Linked DNA regions of Mus musculus: regions 2, 3, 4, 5, 6 and 7 are each linked to region 1. The links are chromatin contacts, called in public ChIA-PET maps. All regions are on one chromosome and are shown on one strand. Each heading gives the region's core, a stretch centred on a gene start, on an enhancer-like site or on the middle of the called end of the contact. The rest is flanking DNA. Distances are from core to core; before and after follow the strand shown.

Region 1 (3,265 bases), core at 256-2,755:
AGCCACCATGACTGGCACCACACATGATAATTCTTTTCTCTTCTTCTTTTTTTGCCATTTCGAGATAAGGTCTCTCTATGTAACCCTGGTGGTACTAAGAATTCTTACTGGCACCCTTTATAATCAAATTTCCCATGACACTTAGAAACTGCCCAGAATATAGCCTCCATTAAAGAACCTCCAGTTTCTGAATTACTAAGTCTTGCCAGGCACTATTATAAACACAGTTAATGTACTTTCTCATTTTAATTCTCTTTATAAGAAAGTGTTAACTATCCTTATTTTTAAAGATAAGAATATAGAGATTTAGAGATAGTAAGGAGACACCTTAAGGCGGCTTGTTAGTAGACGTTTCAGAATTCCTAAGCAAGTCTGACTGACTCCAATAAACAAATTCTGAACCACTTCACTATAATGCATATCATGAAATAGTCCAGATATATTTTTTATCAGATTTCCATAGACTTAATTTTTCTAATATCGACATTTTCAAAGAGTGTGATCTCAGGCCTTTGTCTTTCAAGACTTATCACCAAAAATTTAGCTGTTTACCTGGTATTCAAATCTAACACAAAGCATCTGTATTTCACCGGACAATCTTACCCAGGCTCGGGACCTGGTGGGGCAGTAGGCCTCCATTCTCTCACTCCAAATAGGCCAAAAATAAATAAATAAATAAATAGTCCAGCGGAAGCACTGGACATGGAAATGGAGCAGACGGGCTACTGGAGTAGCCAGTGACAGAAGCTGAGACTCAAACCCCAGAAACACTCCATACAACCTGGTTATCAGAAAGCATCCAAGTCATAAGGCCTTAAGAACAGAAAGGGCTGGCACACCCCCCCAGAAGAGGTGGCTGGAAGGAGTAGGGAGCCGGCCTAAGGTTAACGAGCCACGACACGATAAGTTCCAGGACATACGAAGCAGCACGGACTGCAGACTACTCCACTAACCCTAAGCCGCTCCCTCGGTTATTCCTCCGGGTTCTTCCAGGAGGCCCGACGCGGTCAGCGAGTCCTGCCTTAGTGACAGCACCACTACCCCCAACACCCAACCTCCGCTGTTCCCGTTTCTTCTCCACTACCTTTGACCCGCGCGCTCTTCGTCTCGAATTTGGTTAGCATCCTTCAGGCCTCGGGCTCCTAGGTCAGGTTAGCGGGTCCCGCCGCTCCCGGTGGCACTCCCAAGGCTTCCACGTCAGCTACTCCCGGGTCGCGGCTCCCGGAAGCTCCTCGGACAAGGACTTCCGGTCTCTGGAGCGCTGGGCCACAGAGACGATGCTAGCGGAAGCCTAGAGAGGCCGCTACGAGTCTGGAAGGGACCTGAGGCTTCCGCCCAGCGGAGAGGCAAGATGGCTACGACTAGGGGCGGCTCTGGGCCTGACCCAGGAAGTCGGGGTCTTCTTCTTCTGTCTTTTTCCGTGGTACTGGCAGGTGAGGTCACCCCACCCCGGAGCTCTGGTCTTTAAGAGGAGCCGTCCGGAACGGCCCATCGCTAGTGCAGGCAATGCCCTTCTGGTTCCGATTGCCCCTCTGTCCCCCGCCCTGGAAATCCTTCTTGTCTTTCGTTCCCATGACATAAGTTCCTCCTTTGCCTGGACCTGCATTTCCTTAGTTCTCTCCAGCCCTTTTCTGGGTTTCCAGCCTGATTCTCTTCAACCTTTCTCGCATGCCTCGTTCTCTGTTTAAAGCCCAGCCACCCCATCAGCCATCAAAAGGGACAGGTGTGAAAAGCTCAGCCCCCTTCCTCCGGTTTAGTATGTTTGAGATCAAAACAGTCTCGTTTCGTGGTCTTTGTGCGACGTTGAAAAAATGAGAGCCCCCGTTTCCTCCTGTTGGTTCTAGCCTAAATTTGTGTTCCTTGTTTTCTTAGCTTACTAAAGTGAGGCTAACGTTAGCTTAGCTGCTTTAAACTGTTAAGAGGGAAGTAATGATTCAAGGAATCTTAGACGTTTAATGTATATGAATATTTTCTTTTTTTCCAATCTAATGTCTATTTAGTGATCTTTAAATTATGAAGTACAATCAGTAACACACCTGTAATTATTTATAGTGTGTTCAACTAAGAGTTAAGCAAAGATATATATATATATCTTTCTAGGTAAGCCCTGAAATGCAGCCATTTCCTTGTATAGCCATGACTCCGTCTTTCTCAACATTCACATTGCTTTTGATTAGCTTCAAGGGAGGAACTGTAGCTGTCCCATACTCTAGGTGTGTGGGCAAATGGTCTGATATTTCATTAACTGACCAGGTGTGTGGCATAACGTTTCTTCTCCTAGGTCTGTTCAGATTCTTAGGTGGTTTTTGTTGTTAGTGCTTTTCTTTGTTTGGTTTTGGCAATCTATATTCTTAGACCAGAGCTCTTTTGATAACTAATTAGTAATGTACAGGCAAGCTAAAAGAAGCAGACTTGTTTAGCCCTGAAACTTGACGCCGGCACATCTGAAGTCAAAGACTTTTGACAATCACCTTTTAGCTTTATAATTAATCGATCATCATGGAGTCTAATAACTTTCTAAAATACACAGCTAGGTCCTCTTTACAATACTTATGTTCCAATAATGTGGCCAAGAAGTGAAAAGAATGATCATTAATCTTGTGTTAGACAGTATGATCGTGAATGCTTTACTGAAACCATGAATCGAGCTGATGATGATAGAGGCTAATACCAAATTATCTTTCACTTTTTCCTAATACTGTTTATCTTCTGATCAGGATTGTGTGGGGGAAACTCAGTGGAGAGGAAAATCTACATTCCCTTAAATAAAACAGCTCCTTGTGTCCGCCTGCTCAACGCCACTCATCAGATTGGCTGCCAGTGTAAGTTGGAATTGGAATTTGTATTTGTGGTCATTAATAATTCAGTTTGTATCCTGGATACTCAGAAATACTCATATCCTGCTTAGGAGTCTTGGCATTCAAATTACAGTGTATGTATAGAAGGTGATTATCATCTGTCAAACCAGGCAAGATAATTAATAAGAGCTGAAACTTAGTAAATGCTCTTTTAAAGTGTGCATTTTATTTTTGCCTCTGCAACAATCCTTGTTATTAACACTGTACAAATGATGAAACTAAAACTTGAGAAAAATGGATTAACTTTCCCAGCAGGATCATGCTAGTAAGAAATCAAACTAGGATCTTGTCTTTGTCAGGGTTTCTATTCCTGGACAAAACATCATGACCAAGAAGCAAGTTGGGGAGGAAAGGGTTTATTCAGCTTACACTTTCCACATTGCTGTTCATCACCAAAGGAAGTCAGG
Region 2 (3,265 bases), core at 246-2,745, 930 kb after region 1:
CGATGTCTGGGAGGGAGTTCAGGAGCAGAAAGCTGTACTTACTAGAACAATTTTCTACTGATGGACCTTCTTACTAAATTCTAAAAGCTGTTTTCTTTATGTCAGTTTGTTTCTCTTTTACCTGTCTCTGGAGAGTGACTTCAAACTCACGATCCTCTTACCTCAGCCTCCACAGTGCTGGGACTATAGGCACAGCCACTGCTACCAACATGAAACTTATGTTTTGAGGTAGCTGGCACTGAATTGTGTCGCGTCCATCTTGAAGATCAAGAAACACTGCAAAAGAGATTCCTGCACTGAACGGAGGGTTGGATGAGAGAACCTCAAAGGTCCCTAAAAGTCTACAAAGTGCTTTCTTTGTCTAACGTTACAAAAATGCAAAATAATATTATTCATTTGATGAAGGGGGGAAAAAAGCGAATTTGTGCTATTTAAATCCTGAAAGGAAAAAGGCAGGAGAGAGCTAGATTGCTAAATATAAATGGGATCTGAATATTAATACATTCAAAAAGAGATTTGCTACAGAATAAGAGTTGCTCTGGGCTGCCCCCCTTTATTCTTTCTCCCTTTGCCTTGCCACCCCTCAGCGCCCAGGGTCAGGAACTTTGACATTTCATTTCATGTCTTTCTCTCTTTCCTCAGTCGAGAGACTCTGCAACTGATTTCTGTGCTTGGAATCCTCAAAACCGTGGATATACAGTATATATAAATCAAAGCGGGTTCTCCTCCACACCCCTAGGCTCTTGTGGCTGTGGGTGTCACCCACATATCGCTGAAAAAATAAACAAAAGAGCGTTGTCTTTGGCCAGTGGGAGTTTGGTTCGTGCTGCAGCTCAAACCCTGGAATTGCCAGGCCTAAAGGAGGTGGTGAGAAAGGATGCCAACATTGAAAGGGATGGCGGATGGCCCTCTGGCAGCCCACGACACACTCCCTACGGCCCAATTTGGGGTACGGTTTGCTTATCTTGCTGGGGATATGGCTTAAAGGTATAGTGCTTGCCTAACACGGGAGGCACCAAGTTCAGAAGAAGGCCAAACTAGCATTTTTCCTTGGGTGTCTCAGCCAGCTAACTAGGGGATTTTTAAGACAACTTGGAAGGAGGGGGGTGAAGTGAGCCTCTGAAATCCTCAGGGAATAAATAAGCCGGAGAAGTGGCTGCCTGGCAGAGCGAGCCCTACAAAATAAACACTCGGGCAGGTAAACGCACTAACGGTAACCACTCGGCGATTTTGGCCAAAACTTTGACAAACGACGCTAGCTAGAAACTGGCGCGTGAGAGGAAAACCGAAGAACTGAAAAGCAAAGCAAAACAAAAAACTAAAACCAAAAAAAACCAAAAAGAACCCAAAACAAAAAAAGTACCATCCACCAAGCCCGGAACACAAAGGAGGTTCCAGCCTAAAAATTCTGAGGTGTCATATGATAGTCCCCGCCTCCGCCCCGCCGGCTCCGCCCCCAAAGGCAGGGCCACACGGGGGGAGGAGCGATGCGTCATTTCCGTCCAGGCCGGAACTCAAGATGGCTGCGTTCTTGCTGAGGTGACTTTAGCCTGGGGCTAGGAGTCCACGCCCGCGACCGTTGGGGGAACCTGAATTAGTCCCTGAGGGGGTGACAGCGGTGTGTGCCTTGCGGGGACAGGGAAAGGACCTGCGGGTGTGCAGGCCGCGCCCCTGGGATCTTAGCACCCCCTCTTCTCCCCCGGCGGAGAGGCTCGGAAGGGCTTAGAGGTCACACTGTGTGTGGCCGAGTGGCGCGGCTGTCATTGTTTCTGCCTCGCCCACCTCTAAAGCCTCTTCGAAAACTGCTCTTGTGGCCCCAAAAAGCTGCTGTAACTTCGAGATCAGCGGGCCCCTAGGCCTGCAGTTTTGGGGGGACTTAGGGATTGTAGAGGGAGGGGCTCCTTGGAGCACCTACTGGGTGCTTTAACTCCTGGCAATCCTGCTAGCAACCGGTGGAAACTGTCGGGCATCCTAATGCATCCCTCCCAAGCCAAGGTCAATAATAGCATCCACAGTGGGTCTCTTAATGTTGCCCAGGAAATCCACTTTGTTTTGTTTTAATTTTGGTTTTAGCGGGACAATTGGGTGGGTGGGTGTCACCACCTTTCTCTAAAGTGTCCATTTTCTGTCCAGAGAAATAGCTTAGATTTCCCCTTGTTCTGAATTCTTCACTCATTAGCTATCATCCACAGAGCCTTTATAGTTGTAAGGGCTAGTGACATTTCTGGTACAAATCCCAACCCAGTTTTGTGCCAGTCCTATTTTTGGAAATTATTTGTTATGGAAAGTTAGCTTCAGTGCTGTTGAGATTCCAGACCCCGATTCTCCCAAATATGTTTTCATTTCTCTTTCCACTTCTGTCATGCAGTATAAAAATAGAGGGATTCTGTTTAGTCTTTCTTTGTAAAAGTGAGTCTTGGGGAGTTTGGATTGGTTATCTTTATCCTTTATTTTTATCTTGCTGCGCATCCTCATAGCCGAAGGACAGGACCAGGTTTTCCAGAGCTGTATCTTTCATCCCTAATTTTGACCATAATTAAATGCTTTCAAATTCTATGATGTAACACATGCTGGTGAATGTTAGGGCATATCAGGTCAATGGTTTAACATTTAGCTTAAAATGATCATATTGGTTCCAGGCATTTATCTTAGGAGTTTCGGGATTAGTATGTAGAGTCTTCATCTTTGGGTTCTTCCTGGATCTAGCCAGTCTCACATGGAAATTATTTGAAAAGCAAATTCCCAAAGCAGTTTGAGTGTGTTACCTGCCAAGCATTACACTGAGTCCCTGGGAGGGGACTGTGGGTGTGTCCTGCTGTCACCTTCCGTCAGTCAGATATTCTGTCATCCCAGCACTAAGAATTATTTACCTCACCTTCTGTCCTCATGTAGATTGGTTGTGTCTACAAGTAATTTTTTTCCATATTTTTGTGTATGGATTGTACATAAGTAGCTCTCCCCACCCCATTTACCTTAAACCATAGAGTGTAACATACAGAATATTTAAATTATAATAGGCATTATAAGTAATACAGAAATTACTGGAAGTATAAGAGAATGTGCACAGGGCATATGTAAATGCCACACCATTTTACATAAATGACTTAATCAGCTGCTTGTGGAGGCACACCCCACCCTTCTCAGCACTTAGGAGACTGAGGCAGGAGGGCTGCTGTAATATTGAAGCCAGCCTGAGCTATAGAGTGAGTTGCTGGCCAGCCTGGGCTGTAGAATGTGGTACTGTCTCAAAACAAACACTTGCTTC
Region 3 (3,265 bases), core at 481-2,980, 860 kb after region 1:
AAGACACACAGAGAAAATGCTGCATTGGAATTATTGTATTTGATAGGTCTCATGAATGAAATTCCTTTAAAATAATCATGAAATACAAGTCCATTTATGGGTTCTCATCAATGTGTGCTCCCTGCCTCCAAAAAACAAATTCAGAAAAATAGCCTCTGCCCTCCTGCTCCCAACCTCAGTAGTTAAGAGGCTCTGTCCAAATCAAGGTCAAAGGGCCTGGACACTTGATCCCCTTATCAGTTAGGTCCTGGCCCCTGGCCCAGTTCTAACTGTGTGGAAGGACAGAGGTACATTCGCTAGGCCCAGGGCTCTCCAGTGGAGTCAACTCAGTAGCTACTGAAAACATTCCTATCACTCACCTTTTTGCCACCAAGCTTACCCTGTGTGTACTGGAATATTAGTGAGAGATACGGGGGTGGAAGTGTGGAAGCTAGGGAGGGAGAGTGCAACCGAAGACCAAGAAATCTGTTTATTTTAGTTATGTGTTTTGCTTCCACGTGTATCTGTGTAAGAGTGTCAGATTCTCTGGAACTGGAATTAAAGTTGTGGGTGCTAGGATTTGAACCTGGATCCTTTGAAAAGTAGCCAGTTCTCTCTCTCTCTCTCTCTCTCTCTCTCTCTCTCTCTCTCTCTCTCTCTCAAACACACACACACACACACACACACACACGACTCTCTCTCTTTGCATGTATAAATGCAAACAACAGAAGGGTACATCAGATTCCATTACAGATGGTTGTGAGCCACTATGTGATTGCTGGGAAGTGAACTTATGACTTTTGGGGAAGCATCTGAGCCACCTCACCAGCCTCGTCACTGCTCTTACCCACTTCGCCATCTCTTCAACCCTTGCATATGCAATCTTGCATATTTCCAGTTGTCCTCTTGTGGACTTACCTCTAGTGTCACATCACTGCTTGCCCCTGGCCCTGGGGGGAGGAGCGTAACTTCAGGCTGCGGTTGTATTCTTAGATTTTATTTGTCTTTTCTCCATGTAAATAATAACTAGAGAGGGTAGCTGCTTCGGAAGCTAGTTCTGCCCACAACTCTCTCCTCGCCCTCAGAACTCTCACAGTCATTTTTTTTGGGGGGGGGGGGTCGTTGAGACAGGGTTTCTCTGTATAGCCCTGGCTGTCCTGGAACTCACTTTGTAGACCAGGCTGGCCTCGAACTTAGAAATCCGCCTGCGCCACCACGCCGGGAAGGCAAGGCCTGTGAATTCCAGCGGGGGAAGGGGGGACGGCGGGGGGCGGTAGAGGTCTGTTTTGGGGGGTTGGATTGTGAGTAGCAGTCCTTTGGAGGTGGTATAGAGTGGAGAGTTGTGGGGATTCTCCAGCCGGCTTTCAGGAAGGTGGAGGGTAAAGTGAACCACGTCTTCACAACCCCTGAGTGTGATATATTCATAAAATAGGTCTTCAAACTATAGTTTCACTTTTCTCACGTTCCGGTTTAAGGAACTCCATTGGTCTAATAGGCAAAATGCTCCCTCTAGTGTCTTGAATGCTCAAGAGTTTATCTCGACCTTGAGGAGGTTGGGCGGTCTTAAAAGGGGGCCTTCCACTAACGTCTAAAGGGCCACCCACAAACTCCCACTCGCCACTGCACTCGGACTGAAGCCCTGGGGCCTGCAGGCCTGCCACTCTTCTGTTTTCTCCTCTCCTATTGGTCACTAGTAAATTGAGGCACCTTTTTCATCATTGAGTGGGTTGGGTCTTTGGGCGCTTCCTTTGCCCATTTCCAAGATGGCGCCTACGGACATGCTTGGAATACAGGGTGAAGCTGCAGTTCTGCCATTACTCAAGATGGCTGCCCCCATCAAGATGACCGGGTGTGCCTAGGGGGAAAGAGGCTGCAGGATGGTCTGAGATGGTAAGGGCTAGTGTTCCATTGCGGGCAGACCCTTGGGACGTGGGAATGAAGAACAGAGAAACTAGAAAGTCAGCGGAAGCCTGCGGTAGTAGTTAAGACTAGATAATGGGAGAGCAGACGGGGGTGACAGGTGGGGGTGAGGGATCAACGATGGGGCGGGAGTGTGCCCGGGATTCAACTTTAGCATCGGTGTTCTCTCCCCCTACTGTTCCTTATTGCAGGTCTAGCATTGAACCATATGGAAGTTTCTGAAACTGGGGAGCCCGATGATGGGGGGTGGAGCCCGTGGGGGATAGAGGGAGCAATAGATTTTATCCCCAGGCTAACCCCAACCCCTCCCTGTCCTCTGGATTAAAATGGGGAACACCCTGGGCCTGGCACCGATGGGTACTTTACCCCGCCGGAGCCACCGTCGAGAGGAACCGCTGCCCAACCCCGGGAGCTTCGACGAGCTGCACCGGTTGTGCAAAGGTGAGACCGCAGCTTTTGGGTGTCTCAGGATGAAGGGTCATAGAGAAGGGGAGGGTCCTGAATGCTGATGTCCAGTGATGTGAACAGCGAGGGGAGATCACAGCTGGAGCATCCGGCAGTCAAAAAGGACCAGATGTTCAAAGCAGAGCGTTTTGTTGCAGGATTTGAAAGGAGGTCATTTCCTCCAGTGCTTCATATGCAATTGAAAGGGGAGTCCGTCTATGTAGTTAGGGGTCCTTATCTGTGCATGTTCCTTCCCTTCAGATGTATTCCCAGCACAGATGGAAGGCGTGAAGCTGGTTGTCAACAAGGTTCTGAGCAGCCATTTCCAGGTGCTCCCACTGGTCTGGCCCCTACTTACCCCCCTCCTCCCTGCTTGTCTCTGGATCCTCTTTACACCTATTAGTCCTGTCTTGGCTAGGCTATGTGGGACAAATGAGGGGAAGTGTGGGGTCCTCCCCCCCCAATGCCTTTAAGCAACAAGATGTGGGACTTGTTGCTTAAAGTCCAGTGGCCCTCTGCATGCGTTGGAATAGTTGAGGTTTTAAAAAGCCCCCTCTGGATGGAAAAAAAGGTCAAGGGTGGGAGACGGGATTGAAACGAAATAGAATGCTCTGTTCTCCGTTGTCTCCTCTTTCCTCAGGTGGCTCATACTGTGCACATGAGTGCCCTGGGCTTGCCAGGGTACCACCTCCATACCGCCTATGCAGGGGACTGGCAGCTTAGCCCCACAGAGGTGAGGGCTCCCCCACACTCGCGTCAACTGTGTAAAACGCACATGGACGTAGGTCTTGAGAATTTGGAAATGTGTGTGATCAGCAACTATGTTCTCAGTGCCTCTTCTGAACGCGAGCTAGTCCTGTGCAAAGCTGCCCGAGTTTGTCTTTGGCGTCCACCAGGGGGCACTGTGAGATGTTACTGAAAT
Region 4 (3,265 bases), core at 446-2,945, 800 kb after region 1:
ATGGAGGGTACTGAATTTATTACTGCAGTCCCCCCTAGAGACCCTTAGCCTCCCCAGTGCTCCTTAACCAGGGCTTAGATCTGAACCGATTTTCCACCTCCCGAGGCTCCATCAAGAAAAGTTCAGTAGGTGTAGACTTCCCACTGCAGAGACTAAGCCTAGGGGACTTTGCCAGCGACAAAGCGGGTGAGTCTGGCAGGGAACCTCCTAAAGAATCTTCAGGAGGGAGACACAACTGGGTGTGGAAACTGATGTTATTTAACCCGCAGGAAGCCCTGTCTACCAGCTGTATGCCCTTTGCAACCACTCGGGTAGTGTCCACTATGGCCACTACACAGCCCTGTGCCGGTGCCAGACTGGTTGGCATGTCTACAATGACTCCCGGTGAGAATAGCCTCTTGTTCAACTCCTGCCCCCTCCCACCGCCCCCCCCCCAGCTCCGAAAAGATAAGTTCCTGACAAAGGATAGGTGGAGAGTCTCTCCTGATCTCCACCTGGCTACTCTGAGTCTTGTGGGATGGAGGGGGAATCTACAAGAATGACCACTGACCACAGCCGTGTCCCGTTTCTCTTCTCAGCGTTTCCCCTGTCAGTGAAAATCAGGTGGCATCCAGTGAGGGCTACGTGCTGTTCTACCAATTGATGCAGGAACCACTTCGGTGCCTGTGACACCATCTTGAAGCCCTGGCACCTGTGAAAACCTTCCCAACACCCTTAAGCCCCCAGTTACCTCACAGACGTCTATTTTTGTGTCTTTTTAATCGGGGAGGGGAGGAGGGTTGGTTGTAGCTCCCGTTATTTTTTTTATTAAGAAGTACCCTTCCGCCTTGTTTTCCTGTCCCATGTACAGAAACCACCAGACCCTTGACCATGTACAGCCCCCAGAACCTCTGCAATCTCACTTTTTTGTGAATAAATTTATTAAGAAAAAAGTGATGTTCATGTTTGTATTTGTGGATAAGAGGGAATGGATATCTAGAATTTTGGTTCAATTGGAGCCTTTCTGGGCCCCAATTCTGTCTCTGGACAGGTGGGGGCGCTCTCACAACAGAAGGAAAAGAACAGGGATTGAGCTGGCCCCAGCCTTGGACCCAAACACTGAGTTTAGTGGAACTAGGCAGACAAACCCTGAGACCTGTGAAGTTGCGGGAAAGCCTGAAACTAGAGTGCAGGCATTGGCACGCCGGTTTTTCCTGAGAGGGGTACTGCCCCTCGAGGGCAAGGCATCCAAGAACCCCTGTTGACAAACACTGGTACCGTTGCCGGGCGGCCCTTGCTCCCGTAGGCCCTGTCTGTTGCTAACATCAAGGAGCTGTTTATGGAGCCTTCTCCCCACGGACTGGCCTCCAAGTGTCTCTCTCTTTCTCCCTAACTAAAGCTCGTGGGGCTCTCCCACCTCCAGGGTTTTCACCACAGACCTGGGAAGCTTGAGCTGGGGAATGCTCAAGGATTTCGCTGTCCTGTCCCTGGGGAAGGCAGTGCCGGTTACTGCAACTAACTCCGATTAGGACACGAACAGGTTAACCCGCTCCACGGAACTGACTCCGAAAGCGGCTGTTGCTCCTCTGGTAGCGTCACTGCCAATATGGTGTTTTCATTGGTGAATGTATCCAGAGCTCACCAATCCAGAACCCGCACTCCAAGACCCTCCAATCAAGAAGCAAGAAAGTGAAACGCAGTCACGCAGGCCGCCAGAAAGGAATCGACGGAGAGTCGGAGGGACCCTAAAAGTTAGGGGCGGGGATACCAGACTTGAACCTGCTCACCCCTGAGGCTGGAAAAACCGAGTGCTGTAGAATTCTGGCCTCCGAAGGGTTTGTGCTGGGGAGATAGCGTGGGCGTGGCCCTTATCTGCACACGGACAGGATGGACTGCTCCTAGGGCCTCTATCAGTCACTCACTTTCTCGGGTTCCCCCTATCTCGTGGGTAAGTTCTGGCTTCAGAACGAAGACCTTACTCTTCCACCAGCACGTACACGCGCGCCCTGCATTAGTTGCTCATAAATCAGTAAGTGTCCAGAAGTGGGGTATGGGACCAGTGGGGGTTTCTGCAGTTGTAAAACAGAGTGCTCCCCTGCCCCGTTCTCCTGGGGTATCTCGACCTTTTCCCAGGCCTTACGATGGGCCGGACTGTGATAGTACTTGGCGGAGGTATCAGTGGATTGGCCGCAAGTTATCATCTGATCCGAGGCCCCAGTCCTCCTAAGGTGAGTCCCCACTAGTACCAGAGAAAGACTCATTTAATACTCTTGATATTTCTAGCAAAAGCTGCATAGATTTTTGTTCCGTGAAATATGCACTTCCCCCGACCCCCAGTCCCTTTGCCCTGTGGCGACAGTGCTTCACTTTTGGCGCCAGGTGATCTTAGTGGAGGGCAGCAAGCGTTTGGGAGGATGGATCCGCTCAATCCGAGGATCAGATGGTGCGATCTTTGAACTTGGACCTCGAGGGATTAGGCCGGCTGGAGCCCTGGGAGCCCGGACCCTGCTCCTGGTGAGCGTCTTGTGGAATGTGTAGGACAGGTAGTGGAGGAGAGTTCTCCAAAGGGACGGAGTTGCAGAGAGGAAAAACGTTGGGTCAGTTTTTCCTTAGTTTCTCCTCTTCCTGAGGGCTTGTGGAGAACAGGTTTCTGAACTTGGCTTGGAGTCTGAAGTCTTGCCTGTCCGAGGGGATCACCCAGCTGCCCAGAACAGGTTCCTGTATGTAGGCGGTACCCTGCACCCTCTACCCTCCGGCCTCAGGTAACACCTCACTATTACACACACCCCCCTTTCGCTCCCTGTCAGGCCTTCCAGCCACAGGGGGTCTAATGGCTGAAAAGAACCCTCTGAAAGGTGAATCTGGGAGTTTTCTTTTCAACCATGCCTTCCTCCATGCAGGGGGCTACTCCGTCCTTCACCCCCCTTCTCAAAACCTCTGTTTTGGGCTGGGCTGAGGGAGTTGCTGAAGCCCAGGGGCAAAGAGCCTGATGAAACTGTGCACAGTTTTGCCCAGCGCCGCCTTGGACCTGAGGTGACATTGCTCAGAGGTGGTCTCAAACCTCTTCCCCTCCTGTTGCTGAGTCTCTAACTCAGACTTAACCCCGGGGACTCTTGAATCATTTAGGAATGTCCACTATCTATTGCTGGAATCTCCAAAACCCAGTGTTGGGAATAAATGCCTTCCTTTCCTTCCCATCCTTTTGTTACAGTGGGAACATCTCCAACCCAAACTCTCTCCTTCCCTTAGTCTCTCACAAGCAGGGCCAATGGAAATCAGTCAGGGT
Region 5 (3,265 bases), core at 323-2,822, 750 kb after region 1:
TTGTTTTGTTTTGTTTTTGTTTTTTTTCCTAAATACGCATATTGACACCTCCTCCCCCTCCTACAACTTGAGGGTCAGTAAAGGTAAGCATATTTAATTAGCCTGTTACCTAGAGGCCAGTCTGTCTCTTCTATTTCCTCCTCAGGCTTCCAGAGCCTCCACCTTGGTATATAAGGCTCCAGAAAAGTCTCTTTCCCTATTCTTGTAATGCTAATTGCAAGAAAAGAAAAAAAGAAACCTAGGAAAGAGCTTTACTAATCTCCCTATTTGTAACCAGGAAAAACAAGGAAGCAAGCGGGTGTTTTGGAAAGCAAATCCGGTTGAACCCTCATTCAACCCCAATTCTCCAAACCCACATGACCATTCCTTTCTGCCCTTCCCACCCTATTAAAAGCTAAGCGCCTGGCAATTAAAATTGGCTGCAACTGATACTGCTTAACTCTGCTGCCCTTCCACAGGGGGGAAAGGGAAACCCCCAAACCCTCTATCACCCGTGCAGCTCCACTGCCCTATCTTCCCCCCTTCCTTTCAAACTTTCCTCCGGGTCTCTCACTTTCTACGTTACCCCGGCACATCGCCACTCTCTCCATCCGCCAAGCCCCGCTTCTCTTCTCCTCTTCCACCCCAATTCTCCCCTTAGGCCCTTCCGCTTCCAATTTGAACACTTTGAAAAACCTCCCTCCGGCACACGTCTCAAGTCCAATCCAACCCCCCCCCCCAACCCCCGCCACCTCCCACGTCCTCACCACGGCGCTCACGGGAGTCCAGCCCTCCCTGCAGCCACATGCCACCAGCCCCCGTCCCCTCCACACCCTCAACCTCTCCCTCCGGCTCCTACCCCTTCCCCAGCGCTGGCTCGCAGCCCCGCTCCCCACCTCGGCCTCTTTACTGCCCCTGGCCTGGGCCAGCCTGGGCCCTTGTTTACGCCCCTCCCCAGGCTCGCACTCCTGCGCCCCGACCCCTGCCCTCTCCCACAGTTGCCATCTCCCCTGCACGCCCCCCTCGGCCGCTCCCCTTCCCCCACCTCGCAGCGTCCCGTCACCTCCCTCTCCGGAGGTTCTCCGGGCTGGACGTCGCCACCGCCTCCCCCTTCCACTTTCCTTCCCCAAGCCCTTGGCGGCCCCGCCCGGCCCCGCCCCGTCCCACTCGACTCCCCCTCCCCACGCCGGCCGGCCGCCCCGCCGCCTCACTCTCGGCTCAGCCTCGGCGCCGCCATGTTGGATCCATCCGCGCCGCTCTCCGGGGCCTGCGCCTCACGGAGCCGCATCCGGGCTCCAGCCGCCGCCGCCTCCGCCGCCGCCGCCGCCGCCGCGGGCGTGGGGGAGGGGAGGGCCGGGCGGGGGTGGCTGCATCCTGCACAGCGCCTCCCGGAACCTGGCCGGTTAGTGTCGGCTTCGAGACCATAACGAGGCATGAGCGGAGGAGCCATACTAGGTGAGGGCAGCCTGGCAGCGGCATTAAGCGGGGAGTGGGTAGCTTCACGTCGGCAAGAGAGGCTGGAGACTGGCAGCCATCTTGCTTAGGGGCAAGCTGGCAACGCAGGGTTCTCCTAACGGCGGCGGCGGGGAGGTTCTAAGAAGCGGAGAGAGAACGTATTTGAAGGTGGAAGCCTTGGTGGCGCCCGAGCTGGCTGGTATCGGGCTCGAAGGCCCTCGGGAGAGAGGGGCTGGCAGCCATGATACGTAAGGGCGGAATCGGCCGGGGGTCGGACTGCCCGGTGAACTGAGGTGAAAGGTCACGATCTGGAGTTCACCTTTGCCTTGAACTTCCTGTCACTCTGACGTTCTGAAACCCGAACCTCGCAGCCGCGCTTCTCACCCTCTCTCGGAATTCATCCCTTCAGTGTTTTCCTTTTGAGCTCCCATTTTCCTATGGAAAAGTCGCCTCAGCTGACGGGTGAAGGACGGCTGAGAATTGAATTGGGGGTGGGATGGGCTCGAGTATGTTCTGGAGCTGCCGAGAGCCTGCTGTGGCTAAAGGAAGAGGTAATACAAAGGGCTTTGAGATAGGGAGCTATGACTCAAGACCTTGCAAATTTATTTTATCCTAAGGGCAGTCGAAGAGGCTTTGAAGGGTCTAAACAGAGGTGTGAACAGTTAGTTATATTTGTATTGTAGAGAGATCACAGCTTGCCAGCTCTGGGCATGTTAGTGCCAGCCTGAAGCCTGAGGCAGGAGGATTACTTGAGCCCTGGAGATGGAGACCAATTTGGACTTAATTTAAGCGAAGAAGACCGCAAGGATGTTAGAGCACTGTAGAAGAATGCGTTCTTAGCACGGTTAGGCCTGACGTTCGGTCCCTGGGGAGTGGAGCTGGGTAGGGAGAGAGATCAATTATGAAGCTAAAGAAGAGACAGTGGCGATGTGTAGGTAGGAAGGCATGTGTTGGATAAGGAAATATGAGTGTCCTGACTTGAATAACTGGGTTACGTTATTTTTAGTTTCAAGAGATCTGCGGGATATCTTTTAGGCAAGTATATATGAATTAGTGTGGTTTGAAACCAAGAAAGTTGAAAGTGTGCTTGCGCATGTCTGGATATTCTTGGAGCCATAAGAGAGAAAAATGGCCTAAAGAGGAGGATGTGTGCATTCGAGGAGTGAGATGAGGGAAGGAAGCAGAAAATAGGACAGCGAGGAGGCACAGACAGGAAGCCAGACAGAGAAAAGTATCAAGGAAACTTGTTACAAGTATCAAGAGTAAGCGATTAGGTAAGATGTGGACTAAAATGTGTGGTTCGGAATGTGGAAGAAATGAAGGTCACTAGGTAAACTTGGAGAAAGTTGTTACATAGAGGTATAGGGTAACAACCAGATCCAAGTGGAAAGATACAATGTGTAAAAAGTTTTGTGGCTACTCACACTAAGGTTTGTAATCCCAGTTTTCAAGAAGCGGGAGGATGGGATTTGAGGCAAAACTGGACCTATTTAATGAGCAACAGACCAGCCAGACCCAGTAGTAAAAAGGCAAAAGTAAAAAGCCCTTTTCTCAGTGTTTATTGGGGGGAGGGGGAGAAGTGGGGGAGCTGTCAGTAAGTTGTCGTGTGGAGGAGAATTTAAAAGAAAAAGGAAGGTTTTCACCAGTTTGTAGTAGTGCATACCTTTAATTCCAGAGGCAGAAACAGGCAGATCTCTGAGTCAAGGCCAGCCTGGTCTACAGAGTGAGTTCCAGGACAGCCAGGGCTACACAGAGAAACCCTGCCTCAAACAAGAGGGAAGAAGGAAAGAGGAAAGGAAAAGAATGAATTTGAGGTAACGTGATCCTCCCA
Region 6 (3,265 bases), core at 256-2,755, 720 kb after region 1:
GTTCTGGAAATGGAACTCAGGTCCCGGGACTTGCATTACTGAGATGCTGTCCAAGCCTTTGTGTGTGTTTGTTTTTAATTTATTTTATGTGCATTTACCGGTATGAGGGTGTCAGATTCCCTGGAACTAGAATTACAGACAGTTGGGAGCTGCTGTGCTGGGAGTTGAACCTGGGTCCTTTGGAAGAGCAGCCAGTGCTCTTAACCACTGAACCTTCTCTCCAGCCCCCAGGCTCAATTCTTTACTCCATGTGTGCACACCCTCCCCACGTAGTTCTCTCTCAAGATCTAATTGGGACCAGGAGGGAAAAGGCCCAGTGTGAGCCTGCGCCTCAGAATCACGTGATCATTCCCACTGAAACCTTGGACATTATCCGTGGTCTGGTTGGGAGCAAGTTCATGTTTAGAAACCAAAGGCCCAAGTGACAGCCATCCTTCCCACTCAAAGCCCAGCCTGGGGGACAAAGATCCTATTTCGGCTCCACCCCAGCTGGAGCGACAAGTAGAAATCTGCATTTCCTCCTACAGCAGAAACCAGTCAGCCTGCCTTGATCCCAGTCAGCCTGCCTTGATCCGAGCCTCTTCGTTCTGCATTGAGTCCTGCGAGGGCAGAGTTAGGCCTTCAGTAACCCAGCTTGACTAAAAGGAAGAGAGCAGGGAGGGGCAGGAGTCCGTGTCTCTCTCCTCCCCATCTCACCCCCACCCACCTTCTAAGGTTGGGCAGCTTCTGCCCAGGATCTTATCAGGGGAAACTCCCTGCCCTTAATCCTGAGTTCCACGGTGCCTCCATTTAATGTGTTATATTATTCTAATGAGTCAAGATGAAATAATTATTCATCCTAGGACTAAGTAGTGAAAAACTGTCCAAGATATGCCTAACCTATTTTTCCTCTCCCACTTCATCCACCCTAACTCATCTCTTTCTCCCTTGTCCCTTCTTAGCACCTTTCTCTCCTGTCGCTTCTCTCACTGAGACTGGACTCTACTGCCCTCCAGTGGCTAGAGCAGAGAGAACTCTCCCATCCATTCAGCACCTTCAAGAATTTTTATCACAAACAACCCATTTTATAAATAGGATCGCGGAATAAGTCTACTCAAGTCTCTGAATCCCAAGCAACGTAGTCCAAGTTCAACCTTTGATTTCTGACTTGTTTCCTTCCTACCTCATCCCTAGAGAAGATTCCAAGTTGGAAACCGTGCAGCAAAAAATAAAGAAAAAGACACGGCCTCCACGCATCCTACCACCAACACCTTCCTCAAACGTCATAATTACAGGCTAGTTAGCGGCTATTGGGTTCGTCTAACGAACTGCCGGTTTCTAGCCTTTCGGAGCCCAAATCCTTTAGGATATTTACTGGCTTCCCCACATCTCGTTCCCCTGACGACATCACTGTAAGATCGCGGTAGCTTAACCAGGTCTCTTGTTTCCAAGGTAACAGGCGCTTTGCGACCTTCAGTTTGCAGCGGTCGCACTGTAGTCCCTGCAGTGGTTGCTGGGCGACGGCGGTGGAGAGAAGGGGTGGTTTGGGTGAAGACCTGTGCTGTTATTGGAGGGGAAGCTAGTCTATGCTTGGAAGTGCTGGGCCCTTCGTGAAGGAGTGCGACCCGAAGTGACCGAGCTGCTCTCCCCTTCCCTTGGCCCATGGCTGGGGTGCAGACCCTCGGTCGAGCAAGAGGCTCAACCTGGACCTGGAGGCCAGTGGCGCGAGACGTGCTTCTGGCTCGTGCCTTCCATTCATGCACGGAACTGGAAGGACGGTTCTATCTGGTAGGGGGTCTCCTAGAAGGTGGTGCAAGAGTGCCCAGCAACGACACTGTGATCTTTGACCCAGCTGTAGGCCAAGCGGTGCGACTGGTAGCCCGAGGTAGTCCCCTTCGCAGCCACCACGACGCGGCACTGGTGGGAGGTCGTTGGCTCTGCGTGGTGGGTGGCTGGGACGGGTCACGTCGCTTATCCACGGTGGCCGCGCTGGACACGGAGAGAGAGGTGTGGGAAGCATGGGCTGCGAACCCTGGCAACTGCCCTCCTGCTGGCCTCAGCAGCCACACCTGCACTCGCCTCTCAGACGGGGAGCTGCGAGTGTCTGGCAGAGAGGGTGGTACCCACACTCAGCGACGCTACGGAAGCATCTACACGTTAAAGTTGGACCACAGGACCCGAACTTATTGGTACTGCAACTTTGCCCCCAAACGTTCGTTTGTTTTCTCTATATTCTAGAAAAAACAAAACCTAAATAAACTTATTGGTAGTCTATCCATAGCACCTTCTGTCTTGGAATCCAAGATTGCTTAACTCTATCTGCCCCAAGCCTGATTTTCTTTTTCACTAGAGCTCTCTGGCAAAGAACACTTGAATCTTTTCAGAAAACCAAACTCAGGCCCGATTTTCTGTGTACCAACAGCTACAAAGAAGAAGGCTGCCACACAACCTCACGATCAGGCCACTGTGCTGCCCTGCTGCCAACTGCTGGGCCGCACCCGGGTCATCAGCTTTTGCTCTTTGGGGGCTGCAACTCAGTTGGACCGGAGGTAGCAGGGCAATGGAGCCCTGGGAAAATCAAGGTATTAGCTACTCACATAAAGTAGAAAAGGACTAAAACTTCAATAAGCAAACCCTTCAGACAACCCCTTCTTGTTTTTCTCGCCCAAGGAGGAACAACCAGTTGCCCCTCATTTGAGGGAACAGCTTGCAAGGCTTGTGAGCAGTGGGCAGGGACTGCAGCAAGGACCCCAGAGCCTGCGCCATCATTCCTGTTCAGTGGTGGGACCCTTCGCTGTACTATTTGGCGGAGAAACTCTGACCAGAGCTAGAGATACGATCTGCAATGATCTCTACATCTACGATACCCGTGAGCGCCAAGCTATCATTTGAAAGGGAGGAGAAAAAGACACAGCTAAAAATTACAAAACAGGGGTGGTGGGATAGAAAGGAGGAGAAATCAGTTGATGAGTTAAAGGAATGCAGTCCGGTTGTGGTGATGTATGCTACTCAGGAGGCAAAAGTGTGTGGACTGCTGAAAAACAAACAAACAAAAAATAGAGCCAGGCATAGTGATTCACACTTTTAATTCCAGCACTTGGGAGGCAGAGGCAGAGGCAGGCAGATCTCTGGTAGTTTTTGAGGCCAGCCAACTTGATCTAGAGTGTGAAACTAGCCAGGGTGACAGAGTGAGACCCTGTTTCAAAAACAAAATACAATAGACAATATAAATACTGAACATCTGAAAAGGCTGACAAATCAAACGGGAACGATGACAGGCATGCGT
Region 7 (3,265 bases), core at 309-2,808, 690 kb after region 1:
TGGAACAATTATAAAGGAGCCAGGCCTGCTCACAGAGAAGAAGGCACAGAAAAGCCTACCTCATCTGTTTAACTATTTCTTAGGGCCTGGGCTTTCCCTTAATGGAGGCTGGTAGGGTTGGGGCCCTCTGATGGAGGAGAAAAGGGGAAGGAGGTGTCTGGGGACACAAGGGCGGGGCCAAGAGCAGGAAATGAGCTGGGAACCACCACCACCCTCCCTTCACTGCAGGCAACCAGAGAAGGGGGACAAAGAGGAAATGACAGATTGGGGTGGGGTGGAGTGGAGGGGGGCAGAATTGTGCCCCCTTTTTTTGTTAAGTTGCTCTGCGTGCTGAAAACAAGCTGGGCAGTGTAGTCGGGTCGGCACTGATCAATTTCAGAACAAATTAAGGCCTGGTTCTGAGTGGTGACTGCATGTCCTACACAGTGATGAGCTCCCAGGCCCACTGCAGAGGGAGCTCCAGACTGGGTGCACACCCCTCTTTATTGTAGTTTCCACTCCCCACTTCAAACCAGGGCTGAAGCAGTCTGGTTCACTTTTCCCGCATTCCCGGTGCAGTCTACCATCAACGGGTTTCTTCTTTGCAAGCAATTTAAAGAAGAGTGTCACTCCTCCCTGCTGCCCCCACTCCTGTGGCCCAGCAAAGGTGCAGAAGGGCTAGGTCCTTGTCCCTTGGTGCTGTTCTCCAGTTAGAATGCCTTCCTCTCCCCTCCGCAAGTTCTATCCTCAGACTCGCTGGGCCCTTTCTTACCTGTATCTCCACTTAGTGTTCCACCAACTATCCCTTCAGCCATTCTTCTGGCATCCGACCTCCATTCCCTCCACCCTGTCCCCAGTCTCCATTCTCTCATCTGATTCATCCACCTCTCCAGATTTTCCAAATCTCATCCCCCACCCCACCCCGGGACACATTCCCTCGGCATTCCCATCCTCGAGTTCTCAGCTACCCGGTCCCTAACTACCGCAGAAGGGCACCTCTCCATCTTCTTCTCTGAGCCACATTTCCTGTCTTGCCTTTGCCTAGATCTCAGGTGTGGTGATCCTGGGCCACTGCCCGTTCCCTAAGAGCTCATTCTGCCCAACGGAGAAGACAAGGTTGGCGTCTGCATGGCAATCCAGCCACCCAGCTGCCCCGTTCCAATTGACCTCCTTACCTTCCTGGCCCGAGTGCTGTAGATGCTCACGTAGGTCACACCCAAACACCCGTTCCTTAGAGCTGCCCTTCTTCTTTCCTTTCTGCCGAGACTTCATGACCAGGGCCCCCCGGGATCTCTGTCCCCCAAGACCTTTGACCTACCAGTCCCCCATGGAATCCCAGTCAGTAGTTGGGCTTGGCCCAGCCCCAGGGGGGGCAGGGCTCCAAACTGGAGGTGGAGGGTGGCCTGGGCAAGGGACAGCAGCGCTTGCCTCTGGGGGGCCCCTGGGGCCACACGGAAGTAGATATGGAAGAGGAAGCTACCAGAACCCTGGCATGAAGCTGTGTCTCGTGGCCAAGCTGAGCGCTAGCCCTTCTCGTCCTGTGCAGCTCGAGGGGGAGCAGGAAGCTGTGCAGCTCCTCAAACCCGCTTCCTGTTAGAGCATCTTTGCAACCACAGGCCTCGGGTGGGGGAGGTAGCTGGCATTCACATCCTCATCATTGCTGGGACTCCATTCATTGGTCACAGCAGAAGGTGATGTCAGAATCTCGGGGTGGAGTAAGGGTGCCTGGGGTGTGAGCAGGTGGCTGCCATTTCTAGAGACCGAAATCTCTAGGTGGGACAGAGACCCGAGGCTTTGCCTGTGAGCACGGCAGGAAAGGACCACGAAGAACATACCCAGGGTGGGGGATTCTTTGATGACCCTGCCATCTTGGTCAGGTCACATTACTTCACTGAGCCTCCAGTCGCTGTACATTTGAAAATGAGGACACAGACCAGGTGACTTTGAGTTTCAGTTTCTTTGTCTGTCAAAGGGTACACGGCTGACCACCCCACACAGCTGCTGGAAGTTTCCAGTACAGTCAGATTAGAACCACTTTAGAAACTAAGGCACTGGCTTCCCCAAAAGGAGGTTATGTCCACACGGCCCTACCTGAGGGCTCTCAGAAATGGTTACAATGTCTTTTGAAAGCCACTTGCTCCTTTCTTAGCTGTATCTGGGCCCTTTCCCTGGGAGGGAATCACATAGAGACTCAGTCCATAGCACTTGTGACTTACCCAGTTCAAGGGGCAAGACAGGAATCAGACAAAAAAAGGTTTTATCTGTTTATTTAAAAACAGAATATCATTTTATGTACAAATATACATATATTTACATGAAATATACATACTAAGACCCCAGATCCTTGGGGTCCATAAGTCCTGGGCTGCTTGGGAATGAAATGAGAGTTTCTCCTTTAGACCAGCAGATTTCAGGCCACACAAGGGTTGGATACTAAATCCCAGTATTCTGACTGCGTAAGTTTGGGCAGGCTAAAGAAAAACAAACATCTTACCCCAGGCTCCACACATACAAAGTGCCAGAGAGCCCCGGATTAATGACTCAGAAACCCCTGGGGAAGGGCCTGTTCTCACCCTCACCCACAACACCCCTTTCTCTTCACCTGAACTTCCACCTTCCCCGCGACCTACCCTCTGCCCTCAACACAACTGAACCAGGAGTCCTTGACAACAAGTCCCAACGCCGTGAAGGTACAAACCACTGTAGACACAGCGAGGACAAGATTCGAGGGGCCATGGGAGCCAAGCCCCCCCATCCCTAGTCTCTTATCCAGTGTTCAGACCTCATACCCCAGGTTCCAGACTCCTCCAGCTGTCAGCCCCCTCCCCAGAACCTCTGTGGGTGAAGGCATCCTAGGAAGAGAACTTTCCAGAACCACAGGCACTAATCCCTGCCGTGGTCTGCTAGACAGTTTGGTTGAATGCCTATGTGGCCTGGCCTGGCTTAAACAAGCCCAGTAAAGAACATGCACACACATCAATAAAGTTTCTTCTTTCTTTCTTTCTCTGCTTTTAAAGTTTCTTTTTCTCTTATTAAGGGAGTCTAAGCAGAACTCAGGAAGCTAGCTCCCTTGGAGTTTAATTTACAGAAGGTACGTACATGCAGCAGGCCCACAGGCCACCAGAGGGCAGAGGGCTTCTGTAACAGTTCTGGCCTCTGGCAGACCCCCGCGGTGTCTGCTTCTCACTTGCTCCCAAGGGGTGGGAACACAGCTCCCCCACTTTGGAGGTCAGATTCTAGCTCCAGCTGTGCCCGCACACCTGGATCTGGCCACAGTCTCCACCTC

Evidence for each region. ChIA-PET counts read pairs in DNA pulled down with a chosen protein or histone mark.
Region 2: an RNA polymerase II ChIA-PET map of memory CD8 T cells shows a contact between it and region 1, with 6 read pairs. The contact joins the promoter of Sdhc here to the promoter of Copa in region 1. A contact is called at or near these places in 1 of 484 Hi-C or Micro-C datasets (CD4 T cells) and 3 of 115 datasets of contacts at active chromatin or transcription factors (bone marrow-derived macrophages, memory CD8 T cells and microglia).
Region 3: a contact with region 1 is called in an RNA polymerase II ChIA-PET map of memory CD8 T cells, with 12 read pairs. The contact joins the promoter of Tomm40l here to the promoter of Copa in region 1. A contact is called at or near these places in 3 of 39 promoter capture datasets (cranial neural crest, neutrophils and pre-B cells) and 1 of 115 datasets of contacts at active chromatin or transcription factors (memory CD8 T cells).
Region 4: a contact with region 1 is called in an RNA polymerase II ChIA-PET map of memory CD8 T cells, with 15 read pairs. The contact joins the promoter of Ppox here to the promoter of Copa in region 1. A contact is called at or near these places in 4 of 39 promoter capture datasets (hippocampal neurons, liver and pre-B cells), 1 of 484 Hi-C or Micro-C datasets (CD4 T cells), 3 of 115 datasets of contacts at active chromatin or transcription factors (bone marrow-derived macrophages, effector CD8 T cells and memory CD8 T cells) and 1 of 9 other capture datasets (macrophages).
Region 5: a contact with region 1 is called in an RNA polymerase II ChIA-PET map of memory CD8 T cells, with 18 read pairs. The contact joins the promoter of Dedd here to the promoter of Copa in region 1. A contact is called at or near these places in 2 of 39 promoter capture datasets (hippocampal neurons and liver), 1 of 484 Hi-C or Micro-C datasets (liver) and 2 of 115 datasets of contacts at active chromatin or transcription factors (astrocytes and memory CD8 T cells).
Region 6: an RNA polymerase II ChIA-PET map of memory CD8 T cells shows a contact between it and region 1, with 22 read pairs. The contact joins the promoter of Klhdc9 here to the promoter of Copa in region 1. A contact is called at or near these places in 2 of 39 promoter capture datasets (hippocampal neurons and pre-B cells) and 2 of 115 datasets of contacts at active chromatin or transcription factors (embryonic stem cells and memory CD8 T cells).
Region 7: an RNA polymerase II ChIA-PET map of memory CD8 T cells shows a contact between it and region 1, with 99 read pairs. The contact joins the promoter of Arhgap30 here to the promoter of Copa in region 1. A contact is called at or near these places in 2 of 39 promoter capture datasets (hippocampal neurons and pre-B cells) and 3 of 115 datasets of contacts at active chromatin or transcription factors (effector CD8 T cells, embryonic stem cells and memory CD8 T cells).

What each region holds. Positions count from the first base shown.
Region 1 is chr1:172,080,769-172,084,033 of GRCm38.p6, reverse strand. It overlaps Copa (coatomer protein complex subunit alpha), which reads right to left and starts at 1,505. Exons shown (of 33, transcript NM_009938.4): 1 at 1,085-1,505. The coding sequence starts at 1,124. It overlaps Ncstn (nicastrin), which reads left to right and starts at 1,285. Exons shown (of 17, transcript NM_021607.3): 1 at 1,285-1,433; 2 at 2,718-2,822. The coding sequence starts at 1,352.
Region 2 is chr1:171,148,833-171,152,097 of GRCm38.p6, reverse strand. It overlaps Sdhc (succinate dehydrogenase complex, subunit C, integral membrane protein), which reads left to right and starts at 1,495. Exons shown (of 6, transcript NM_025321.3): 1 at 1,495-1,539. The coding sequence starts at 1,520. It also overlaps a transcript of Mpz not described here.
Region 3 is chr1:171,220,979-171,224,243 of GRCm38.p6, reverse strand. Tomm40l (translocase of outer mitochondrial membrane 40-like) reads left to right here and starts at 1,730. Exons shown (of 10, transcript NM_001037170.2): 1 at 1,730-1,869; 2 at 2,091-2,340; 3 at 2,605-2,672; 4 at 2,984-3,076. The coding sequence starts at 2,226. It also overlaps a transcript of Apoa2 not described here.
Region 4 is chr1:171,279,616-171,282,880 of GRCm38.p6, reverse strand. Ppox (protoporphyrinogen oxidase) reads left to right here and starts at 1,695. Exons shown (of 13, transcript NM_008911.2): 1 at 1,695-2,008; 2 at 2,113-2,207; 3 at 2,359-2,493; 4 at 2,626-2,741; 5 at 2,880-3,012. The coding sequence starts at 2,121. Usp21 (ubiquitin specific peptidase 21) reads left to right here. Exons shown (of 13, transcript NM_013919.4): 11 at 79-186; 12 at 270-384; 13 at 579-932. The coding sequence ends at 669.
Region 5 is chr1:171,327,452-171,330,716 of GRCm38.p6, reverse strand. Dedd (death effector domain-containing) reads right to left here and starts at 1,572. Exons shown (of 6, transcript NM_001128609.1): 1 at 1,191-1,572.
Region 6 is chr1:171,359,038-171,362,302 of GRCm38.p6, reverse strand. It overlaps Klhdc9 (kelch domain containing 9), which reads left to right and starts at 1,505. Exons shown (of 4, transcript NM_001033039.2): 1 at 1,505-2,168; 2 at 2,402-2,561; 3 at 2,650-2,848. The coding sequence starts at 1,642. It overlaps Pfdn2 (prefoldin 2), which reads right to left. Exons shown (of 4, transcript NM_011070.4): 4 at 3,049-3,265.
Region 7 is chr1:171,387,253-171,390,517 of GRCm38.p6, reverse strand. Arhgap30 (Rho GTPase activating protein 30) reads right to left here and starts at 1,558. Exons shown (of 12, transcript NM_001005508.2): 1 at 1,155-1,558. The coding sequence starts at 1,251. Nectin4 (nectin cell adhesion molecule 4) reads right to left here. Exons shown (of 9, transcript NM_027893.3): 9 at 2,231-3,265.